2 separate regions of the Sus scrofa genome follow, and region 1 is linked to region 2. A link is a contact called in public Hi-C data. All regions are on one chromosome and are shown on one strand. Each heading gives the region's core, a stretch centred on a gene start, on an enhancer-like site or on the middle of the called end of the contact. The rest is flanking DNA. Distances are from core to core; before and after follow the strand shown. Region 1 holds the start of IRF2BP2 (interferon regulatory factor 2-binding protein 2). Region 2 holds the start of GGPS1 (geranylgeranyl pyrophosphate synthase).

Region 1 (4,353 bases), core at 1,811-4,310, 620 kb before region 2:
GAACAAAATCGAGAAAGATTCGAAATCCATGTCCTATTACTCTTAGGAGAATGTTTGAGGGGAAACATGGTGACATTTCCCAGTGGCATGTCCACTTCACAACAGTACCCCTTCCGCTCATTTCCTTTCCTTCTCCACCAATTGGCCTCCAGCCTGAGAAAGGGGCCAGCAATAAGGAATAACAGACGGTAAGGCAATCTTACAATGTCAGAAAATGTATTTGGCTTTTTTTTTTCTTTTTAAAATAAGTGCATACAAATACAGCTAGAAGCAGTTCTGATTTGCCAAGTGCCCTAAAAAAGCAGCGCAAGTCACAGCCTACATTGAAAGGTAACCAGGATAAAGCACAAAGATATGCTAATAACGTTAACAAAAGAAGAAAATGCCTTTATAAGTACATACCTTTTGTCGTCAAAAAAAAAATAGAAACACAATGTATTCAAAAAAAATCAAAATTATACAGCCATGTTTATGAAGTCTACATTTCCCTTGTCTTGGATATATATATATATATGTGTGTATATATATATATATATTTATATATATGGAGATATATACAATTCAAGCAGTTTTAGTTAAGGGTAATCATTGGGTTTTTCTCAAACCGGAAAGTCAAGAGTCTCTCTCTTTTTTCACTTTCACATCTCCAGCAAGGATGGTTGCAATTTCCCCTTGCATGAAGGCCCAGGGGACATTGGAGCCCACAAGAGGGCATTTTTCCCCACTGGGACAATAGACCTCTCCACTAGCTCCCTGCTGTTTGATGCTTTGTCTGGAGCAAGGGAAGCAGAACTTGTGCGAAGGAACGGACGGGCACTGCACAAAGTGGGTGTCCTCCAGCCGCTCGTGGCAGAGGGTGCAGCACAGCGGGGCACTGGCTGCCAGAGAGGAGTCCGGGAGGCTGGCGGGGTGCACTGGCTCCAGTCCTCCTGTGCTGCCTGCCCCCTGGCCCCCTACCTCTCTGGGGCCCAGCCTTCTTTGGTTCATAGAGGACGGAGACGGTGGACTGCTGCTGTTCCTCCTCGTGGTGGAGTGCACCTGATTGGCATCTTTAGAGGCATGACTGCCTCCAGCATTGTCTGCAACTAAGATCAGGGCTGCCATGGGGGACTGGCCGTTCTGGGCCGCTTCAGGCGGTGTGGTCCGGTTGGAATGAGGTGAGGCAGTGGGTGGTGGTGGAGACACAAAAGAGGATGTAGGCGTAATGGGGATCTTGAGCCCTTCAGTGGATGTGGACAGCCAGGGCTGTGCCTCTCCATTGATCTTAGGGGGCCCGACTTCACCTTCTGGTTCTGGTGAAGGCTTCCTTTTCCTTGCAGTTCTTGCAACTGGAAAAAGAGAAATAAAAGGGAAAAGAGAAAATAAATAAAGGTGCACCGGAAAGGCCTTTTACTAACATGAAACAAAATTCGCTAAAGCATTTTTATTCTCTGAAAGCTGGTAGATAAAAACTCACGTGAGCTTTCAAGAGCACGTGTAACTTAAAACACTTAACTTACAGGGCTGAGGCAGTATGCCACTCAAAAACACAAAAGCCACAGAAAACGATTCCTACACAACGGCCTATTCTGACACACGCAAGCATGTAGCCCGGCTAAACCGGGCATACGACTGCTAACGTCCCCCAGCAGGTTAAAAGGTGACTGGTGCTCTCCTGCTCTCCTCCAAGAATGTGCTGGGAAAGGAAAACCCGGTGTCAGTGCCTATCAGCCCGGTCTGACTCATCTCTGTTGTGCTACTTCAGCACAGGAACACGTTGCCACTAAGCACTGGTTCCGCCTCGGGCAAATCAGGAAGTTGGGTGTTTGTTGTTTCTGGGCCGGCCGGGGGAGAAATGGTGAATGGGAAGGGCACCCCCTCCTCTGCTCTCCGTCCCCTCTTCGCCCCGAGATCACCTCACTCCACAGCCGCCCCTACCTGCTTTAGACCCGTTGGCCCCGTTGGCCTCGAAACCCAACAACCTGCCTGCAGTCAGGGCCGGCTCCTTCTTAAACTTGCTCTCGAAGGGCCCCGAGTGGCCGTGCTGGTGCAGCGCCAGCAGCGTGTCTCGAACCGTCTTGGGCCTGTTGACCCAGTCCTGATCGCCGGGCCCGCGGCCCTTGCCCGCGCCCTCCGTGCCCAGCTCGGCCGCCCCGGCCGCGGTGGTCAAGCTGTCTGCCGGGCCGCGGTGCGAGGTCGGCGGCGGCTGCTTCTCCTTGGCTGCCGCCTCGCGCTGCTCGTGCTCCGCCGACGCGCTGCTCGTCACGGACGCCGGCCGCTTGTGGGCGCCCAGTTCGGCCGGCTGCGCCGAGCCCAGCCCGGCAGCCGCGGCCCCGGACACGGCGGCCAGTGAGGCGGCGGCGCGACCGCCCAGGCCAAGAGCGGCGGGCAGCGGCGTGGTCGAGCCGTTCATGAGCGGCACCAGGGTGGGAGGCACGGCGTGGCCGCGCCGCGGGTTAGGGCTCTGGCGGTTCAGCTCCGGCGGCTCCTCCAGCTTGGAGAAGCCGTTGGGCACCAGGATGCCGTTCACGGGCGGCGGCTGCGGCGTTGGCGGCTGGGCCAGACCGGCCGCCGGGCGGCTACCGCTGAAATCGGAGCCGAGGCGCGGGGGCCGCTCGGCTGCGGCGGCTGCCAGAGGGTAGCGCTCCAGGGCCTGCGGGGCGCGCGCGGTGGCCTCGGGGCCGCCGTGGCCGAGCTGCTGCTGCTGCTGCAGGAGAAGGTCCTTGGCGGAGAGCGGCGGCGGCTTAGCGGCGGCCGGAGCCGCGGCGCCGGGCGGGGAGCGGCCCTCCGGGAAGCAGCCGTGCGCCCGCTTGAGCTGCCGCGCCGTCTCGATGACGAACTCGACGCGGTCGGCGCCCTCGTAGTTGACGCAGCCGCGGCACACGGGCTCCGTGAAGTCCCAGATCATGGCCCAGGGCATGCGGGGCAGGTCACACAGGTAGCACGACTGCCGCCGGGACGCGGCCGCCACCGCCACCGCCGCGGCCATGTCCGAGGAGCCCGCGGCGCCGGAGGAGGAGGAGGGGGCGCCGCCGCTCCCCGCCGGCACCACGCGCGCCCTCCTCCCCCCCCAACCCCGCGTCTCCCCCACCAGCGGCGGCGGCGGCCGCAAAGGCGGCGGCGGCGGCAAAGCCCGCGAAGGATCGGCGCCCGCGCAGCGCCCCCGGTGCACGAGGGGCGGCGGGCGCGGGGCGAGGGGTTGCAGCCGCGGCAGCACGTCCCCCCGGCCGGCGCGGGCGCGGGTGGGCGGCGGGGCGGCGCGGCGCGGCGGGCGCGGCGGCGGCGGCGGCGGCGGGGGCTCGGCCGGGGCCGCGGCGGGCCTCCAGACCGGGGCGAAGACGGGCCGCGCGGGCGCGGGGGAGCGCAGCAGGTCGCGGCGGCGGCCGGCGCGGAGTGCGGGGCGGGGGGCGGGGAGGCCGGGGGGGCGGGGGGCGGGGGGCGGCCGCCGGGGCAGGCTCAGCCCGAGCGGCGGGGCATGCCGCGCCGGGGCGGCGGCGGCGGCGGCCGTGCGGCGTGGAGCTCGGGCGCGGCACGGGCCCGGGTCGCTCCGCTGCTCTCTCACAGCTCCTGGCGTCGCCGCTCTCCAGCGCCCGCCTCAGCGCCCAGCCCGCCTCAGCTCCGCCGCCGCCGTCGCTGCTGCTGCTGCCGCCGCGGCCGCTCCACTTCTACAGACTTGATTCTTCGACAGCCTCGCAAGGCGCCTGCGCGGGCCCCCTCCCCTCGCGCGCGCGCGCCCGCCCTCCCCCGCTCCCTCCCCCTCCCCCCGCCAGAGAACGAGCGCTGCCGGGAGAGCCGGCTCCGCGGCGCCCGCCCGCGGGTCAGCACCACCCGCCTGCGCCGCGGCTCGTGTCCCCGACGTGAAGCCGTCGCTGGTGTGGCTTGCTTTCCTCCACCCGCTCGGCTCCCTCGACTGCTCAGGCAGTTCCTTCTCGTCTAGGGCTGTTTGAGCCAAACCGTGCTAGAACTCATGTTTTGAAAAGCCAGGCCACTCTGTAACCTGGTTCTGTTAGTAGCATCTTGAGGATGGGGATTTTCAGTCAAGTGCTGTTCACAGTTTTGTAAGGAGCTTTATTTGAACTCCTCGGTGAGTGCTTTTACACCCGCATGTCTTGGGAAGGACACACGCGCCGCCGGTCCCCTAAACTTTTACAACAGGAGGGTGCGCGCCCAAGCCTAGGGCCGCGTCCACCCGCCCTTCTACGGAGCCCTTCCGGGAGCGAGCGGGTACGCTGCCCGAGGAGGTTCCGATCCCCCTCTTCCCCAGTCCGCAGCCCGCCGGGCCACGCGGGGATCCCGGTCGCCTGCTGCAGGCCCGCGCGGCGGGCGCGTGACGTGGGCGCGGGGCCGCGTGCGCCGCCACCGAGTGCGCACGCT
Region 2 (4,897 bases), core at 2,194-4,693:
TGATTTCCAAAGAGAGGACTTACTACAGGAAGTTCTTCTTGTATAAAGTTAGATTATTTTAATAATTCTTTCCTTTTAACATTACTGGTAACTTTCTTGAAAGAAAGTAATAATGGAAATGCTGAGCCCTTAAAATTAGTGCTAAAATGATATCAAATACTATGAAACTTTCAAGGCTGAAGTTTCCTGTGTACTTTCATTTTTGTAAACAGATAAGTTGGAAAAAAATAACAAAAGGAAGAAAGAAACAGAAAGAAAATCTAAAAGACCTTCAACTTACTACATTTCTTTTAACCAAATATTAACAGAGTACCCAAGATATGCCAGGCACTACACTGGGAATTGAGACAGATTACAATATTTACCCCCAACTAAACCCTTTATTATTCAGCCTCTGAACTTACTATATATTATTCAACCCAACACTCTTCTTAAGAAACTGTCATCCAACAAAGAAGATACGCAGTCTATCTTAATACATTTACTTGTCACCATTTCACATGTAACTAGCATTTGTGATTAACAAAAGAGATTCATTTCTGAAATGTGACTGATTATTTTTTCATTTACATGAAGGGGAAACAGTAATTCAGCAGATATAAACTGCTTCAGATAGGAGTTTATAGGACCCCAAACTCAAGAAAAAAAAAAAAAAAACTACCAAAAAAAAAAAAAAAAAACAACAAAAAAAAACCCCAAACCCTGGACTAAACCTAATTACTCTGTACAGCTGATAAATATTTAAGTAGCCACAGCTTTCACTTTCTACCACAAACACAAGTATTACGATCTTAATTTGGACACAGTATTATAAAAGCAGTCCTGATGCTGAAAAGAATAAATTTTTTAAAAAACAGTTCAAAGGAACTGTCAAAAGTAGATGACATTTACATTTTAACTTACTAGCTGTTGCATTTCTATCCTTGTGAACACACTCTACCCTTTTCAAGCACTTCTGAATTTGTAATGGATGAAAAATATCTGCCGGTCTCTACGTTCCACTAGTTGAACCTAGACATTTCGGCTATCTAAGGCTTTTCATCCTAGAATGTGGTAAAAAACACGACAGCATTCAATTACACATTCTCTAAATTGAAAAAACAACCTGTACTTTTATTACTGTAATTTCTCCCACCATTCAAGCAAATCGTACTTTTTAGACAATATCCACCATTTAATTAACATGTTTATATTGAAGAGGAACCTGGCCATCGGTTCTTTCACAATGCATCATACAGCATCTGATCACTTACAGACCAAATGCATCAGTAAAGGAAAATAAACCAGATAATCCTAAATCTCTGGAAACAGAAGAAACAAAAGCTCTCTCCGAGTTGTGTAAAGGTCACCAAAATTCTCATTAAAAACCTTTCGATTAAGATTATATTTGATTTCCCCAATCAAAAACGTCTCCTAAAAATTCATGGTACTGTTCACACAATAAATTAGACGTTCTTTCATCAGTGTAACCGATAGAACAGTTCAGTTTCTAGAGTCAGATTACTTGACCTGCTTTTAAAAAACACTTAAATGCATGCAGTTATTCCTACGATTCCCTGCCAAAGAGACGTTCTATATGCGAAAAATCATCCTCGGTGAGACAGCCTATATAACTAGCTCCAACTCCACAGCAAAGCCCACAGATATCCCCACCAGCTGACTCCCACCGTCTCCGGGGACAGCTTGGGGCCCCCAGCCGCCACACACACACACCTTCCTCGGCAGGACTCTGAGGCCCCACATACGACCTCGACCAAGCCCCCCACTTCCTGAATTCTCTAACCCCTGAGGTTCGTTTTCCGGAGGCAACCTTACCTTCATGATGACTCTGGGGCCGCGATCCCCTCGAAAACACCAGATTCACCTACACCTGGAGAAGAAACAAAAGACACCCAGTCAGCACCATGGGCACCCCCCTGCACTGGCGGAGGCGGAGGGAACCGAGCGAAGCCCGCACCCCGAAAAAGAGCCGAAAGAGGCGTCAGTCCCCGAACCGCGAATAGCCGAACCGGGGTTCCCGCTGGCTTTGCCATCCCGGCAAACCCGGCCACCTTTACAGTTCGACAGCTTCCCGTCCCCATTGTCGGGACCCGACGGAGTTTCCCGTCTCCGACAATGACGCCATTTCTGTCAGAGAAGAAACTCACAACAAGCCCGGGGTCCGGCGCGGGGCCGGCCGTCCTCCTCCCCTCCGGCCTCCGCGCCGGGCCCGGCCGGCCCCCCTCCGAAGGGCCGCACACCCCTCGTCCGAGCCGGAGCCAGCCGAGCCTCAAGGGGCTCGGCGGGGGCCGCGGAGGGCCCGGCGGGCCGCGGGCGGGACCGATCCTGTACAGCCTCAGCCCCCGTCCCGCTCCGAGGCGGACACCCCGACAAGTGGGAGCGGGATCCACGTCCGCCTGCCGCGGGCACGGCGAGAGCGCCGAGGGACCAAGAGGCGGCAGCCCCCCCCCCCACCCGGCCCGGGCCCCCCACCGCGGCTGGGAGACGTGAAAGCGCTGAGTGTGCGGCCGCCAGGCTGGGGAGCGACTCGACTCGGCAACTGCAGGGACGGGTGGGAGCTCTCAGGAGGCCGAGGCCCCGAATTCGGGCGCCTGGGGAGCCCACCACAGCGATCTTGTCTTCTCCTCGATTGGGCCCAGTGACTCCCCAAAAGACCCCCTTAATAGGACCGCCAAAGCCTCAGAAAACGTCCCTACCTTCCTCGGAGGCGAGCTCTGACCCTGGCACGTCCAGAGTCCCCTTCCCTGCTCCCCCCCAAAACCAGCAGGCCCGGGGGAGAGATGGGGGAAGAAGGGCGGCGGGTCCAGCGGTTGCTGAGGCTGAAGCTCCGGCTCCTCCTCCTCCCGCGGCGGCGACTGGTACCTTTGTTTGGCGGCCGCTCGGGCTCCCTCGCTGGGGGGAGGGGGGACGACGAAAAATCCCTCCCGGACTGGAGGTCCGGGCCCCCAGTTGCGCTGCCCTCCAGAGGACGGCGGCGACAGACCCTCTGCGGCTCCCTCCGGGCAAAGGTCCAGGCGGTGGCCGTGGCGGCGGCAAGCTTAAGCTCAAGAGTCTCCCTCCGCTCCGGCGCCCGAGCTCCTCACTCCGGACTCGACTGACGGGCAAACATCGCTTCCCCCCCCCACCCCAAGTCCCCCCCTTCCCTCCTTTCTCCCCTCCCCTAGACTTTCTTTCCCCTCCCCTACCTCTTTCCCGGATGGCCTCTTAGACGACCTCGGATTGGTTAGACTTCTTTAGAACCCCCCTATGCCCTGTTCCTATTGGTCCCTGGGATACAAACAACGACGCCATTTTCCCACCAGTTCTATGGAAACAGAAAGTTACGCCTCAAAGCTCCCCGGGAAATGTAGTTCAGCCTCTGGGCCAACGCGCTAGGCCTTGCCGGTGAGAACTGCAAGATCCGCAAAGCCCCGCGGCTACGTGAGACGGGAGGGGGGAGGGAAAGGGGGCGGAGCGACAAAGCAAAGGGGAGGTGGCAACGACGCCTGCGCAGTGTGACCGGGATGGCGCATTTTCTTGCACCGAGTAATGCGGCGTCGCTGGTGGCTGAGGAGGGCGGAGAGTTCTTTGGTGAAATAGAGGGAGGGATTCATGGAAGCCTCAGGAGGAGCCTTGTCCTGAACTATAAGGTGGGAAGTTGATACAGGATACTGCTACTCCTGGGCCCGCGGCGTGAAAGTTGTGATATCATCCTCGAACCGTGAGTGGCTGTGCCGGCGGCTGGGGGGGAACCCGGATGGGGAGGAGGGTTGGGGAGGAGGGTTGGGGAGTCTGGGAGGCGGAGCCGAGAGGAAAGAAAGAAAAGAGGGTGAGGACCCGGATGCTGAACCGGCTTGTGTATGAATTTTCCATCCTCTCGCTGGAGGAGGGGAGGAGCGGTAGCGGACCGAGCGGGGCGGAAGGGGGCCTCAGAGCCGAGAGAAAGCAGAGCCGACATTTGAAGCCCTTCTTCCAAGTCTCTGTTGAAAATCTGCCCCGGAGTTAATTAAATTCCCTCCCTGTATCTCTCCGGTAGTTTTTTTCAGACCCACCCACATCTCCCGGAGTTTGAGTGGAAGGGCTCACTCTGCGCTTCACAGCTACGTTTGTATTTGCGTGTTCCTTTAGCTCTTTAGAAACCAGACTCTTCCCTTTTAAAAAATTGCATGATATTTCCACTTGTGCATGCAAATGTGTGCCCTGACTTCATCCTCTAACGCGTTAGAAGGCACTTTCCGTTGTCCTTCACATATTTGAGCGCCTACCGTGTGGAAGAAACTTGTACGGCCCCTGCTTCGTAAACCAGAGCCCAGTGAGACAGGCAGATATTAAATTGAACACACACGAGTGTAAAATTGCGTCAGGTGCTGTAAGTGGTGCATAGAAGAGTTTCATGGTGATAGGAGAATTGGAAATTGGGAAATTGCCTTAGGGAGTTGAAAGCATTCCCGAGCATGTGAGGATCCAGCCGAGAGCGGAAGGGTTAGTAAGAGTTAATTAAGGAACATTCCAGATCGAAAGAATATCGTGTTGGAAAGGCTTGTGCCACAAGGGAGCTTTTTAAAGTATGAGAAACTGAGGCTGGGGTGTGGGCAGGGGATTGACTCTCCGAACTTGATAAGCTTTCATGGAGACTTTATTGAGCAGTCTGCTAACTGGAAGAGTTCTCAATCAGAAGGGAGATAGGACCGCATTTGAATTTTGAAAAGATCTCTGGCTGAAGAGTAGGAGCGAGTACAGGAAGCCCAAACACTAAGTTACTGCTCTAGTAGTCCAAAGGGAGGAGAGACTGTGGCTTGTATTAATATTCAACAACCATTGTTTGAACAAATTTAGGGCAGTTTCCCACTTTTGAAAATGAGTAGGTTCAGACTCTCACCGAGGCATTCTGTGGGTTGCTTTTCACTCCACAAGCAAA

The links. Hi-C and Micro-C count contacts between places; a contact is called where the count stands out from the background.
Region 1: a Hi-C map of liver shows a contact between it and region 2, with 3 times the contacts expected there. The contact joins the promoter of IRF2BP2 here to the promoter of GGPS1 in region 2. A contact is called at or near these places in 1 of 5 promoter capture datasets (liver), 5 of 47 Hi-C or Micro-C datasets (embryonic fibroblasts, heart right ventricle, liver and 1 more) and 2 of 2 datasets of contacts at active chromatin or transcription factors (alveolar macrophages and skeletal muscle).

The regions. Positions count from the first base shown.
Region 1 is chr14:56,544,499-56,548,851 of Sscrofa11.1, reverse strand. IRF2BP2 (interferon regulatory factor 2-binding protein 2) reads right to left here and starts at 3,060. Exons shown (of 2, transcript XM_021074288.1): 1 at 1,966-3,060; 2 at 1-1,328. The coding sequence starts at 2,968. The coding sequence ends at 613. LOC110256820 reads left to right here and starts at 2,967. Exons shown (of 2, transcript XM_021073692.1): 1 at 2,967-3,372; 2 at 3,434-3,840. The coding sequence starts at 2,967. The coding sequence ends at 3,840.
Region 2 is chr14:55,922,583-55,927,479 of Sscrofa11.1, reverse strand. It overlaps GGPS1 (geranylgeranyl pyrophosphate synthase), which reads left to right and starts at 3,443. Exons shown (of 4, transcript XM_003483472.4): 1 at 3,443-3,700. It overlaps ARID4B (AT-rich interactive domain-containing protein 4B), which reads right to left and starts at 3,147. Exons shown (of 25, transcript XR_002338970.1): 1 at 2,697-3,147; 2 at 1,816-1,870.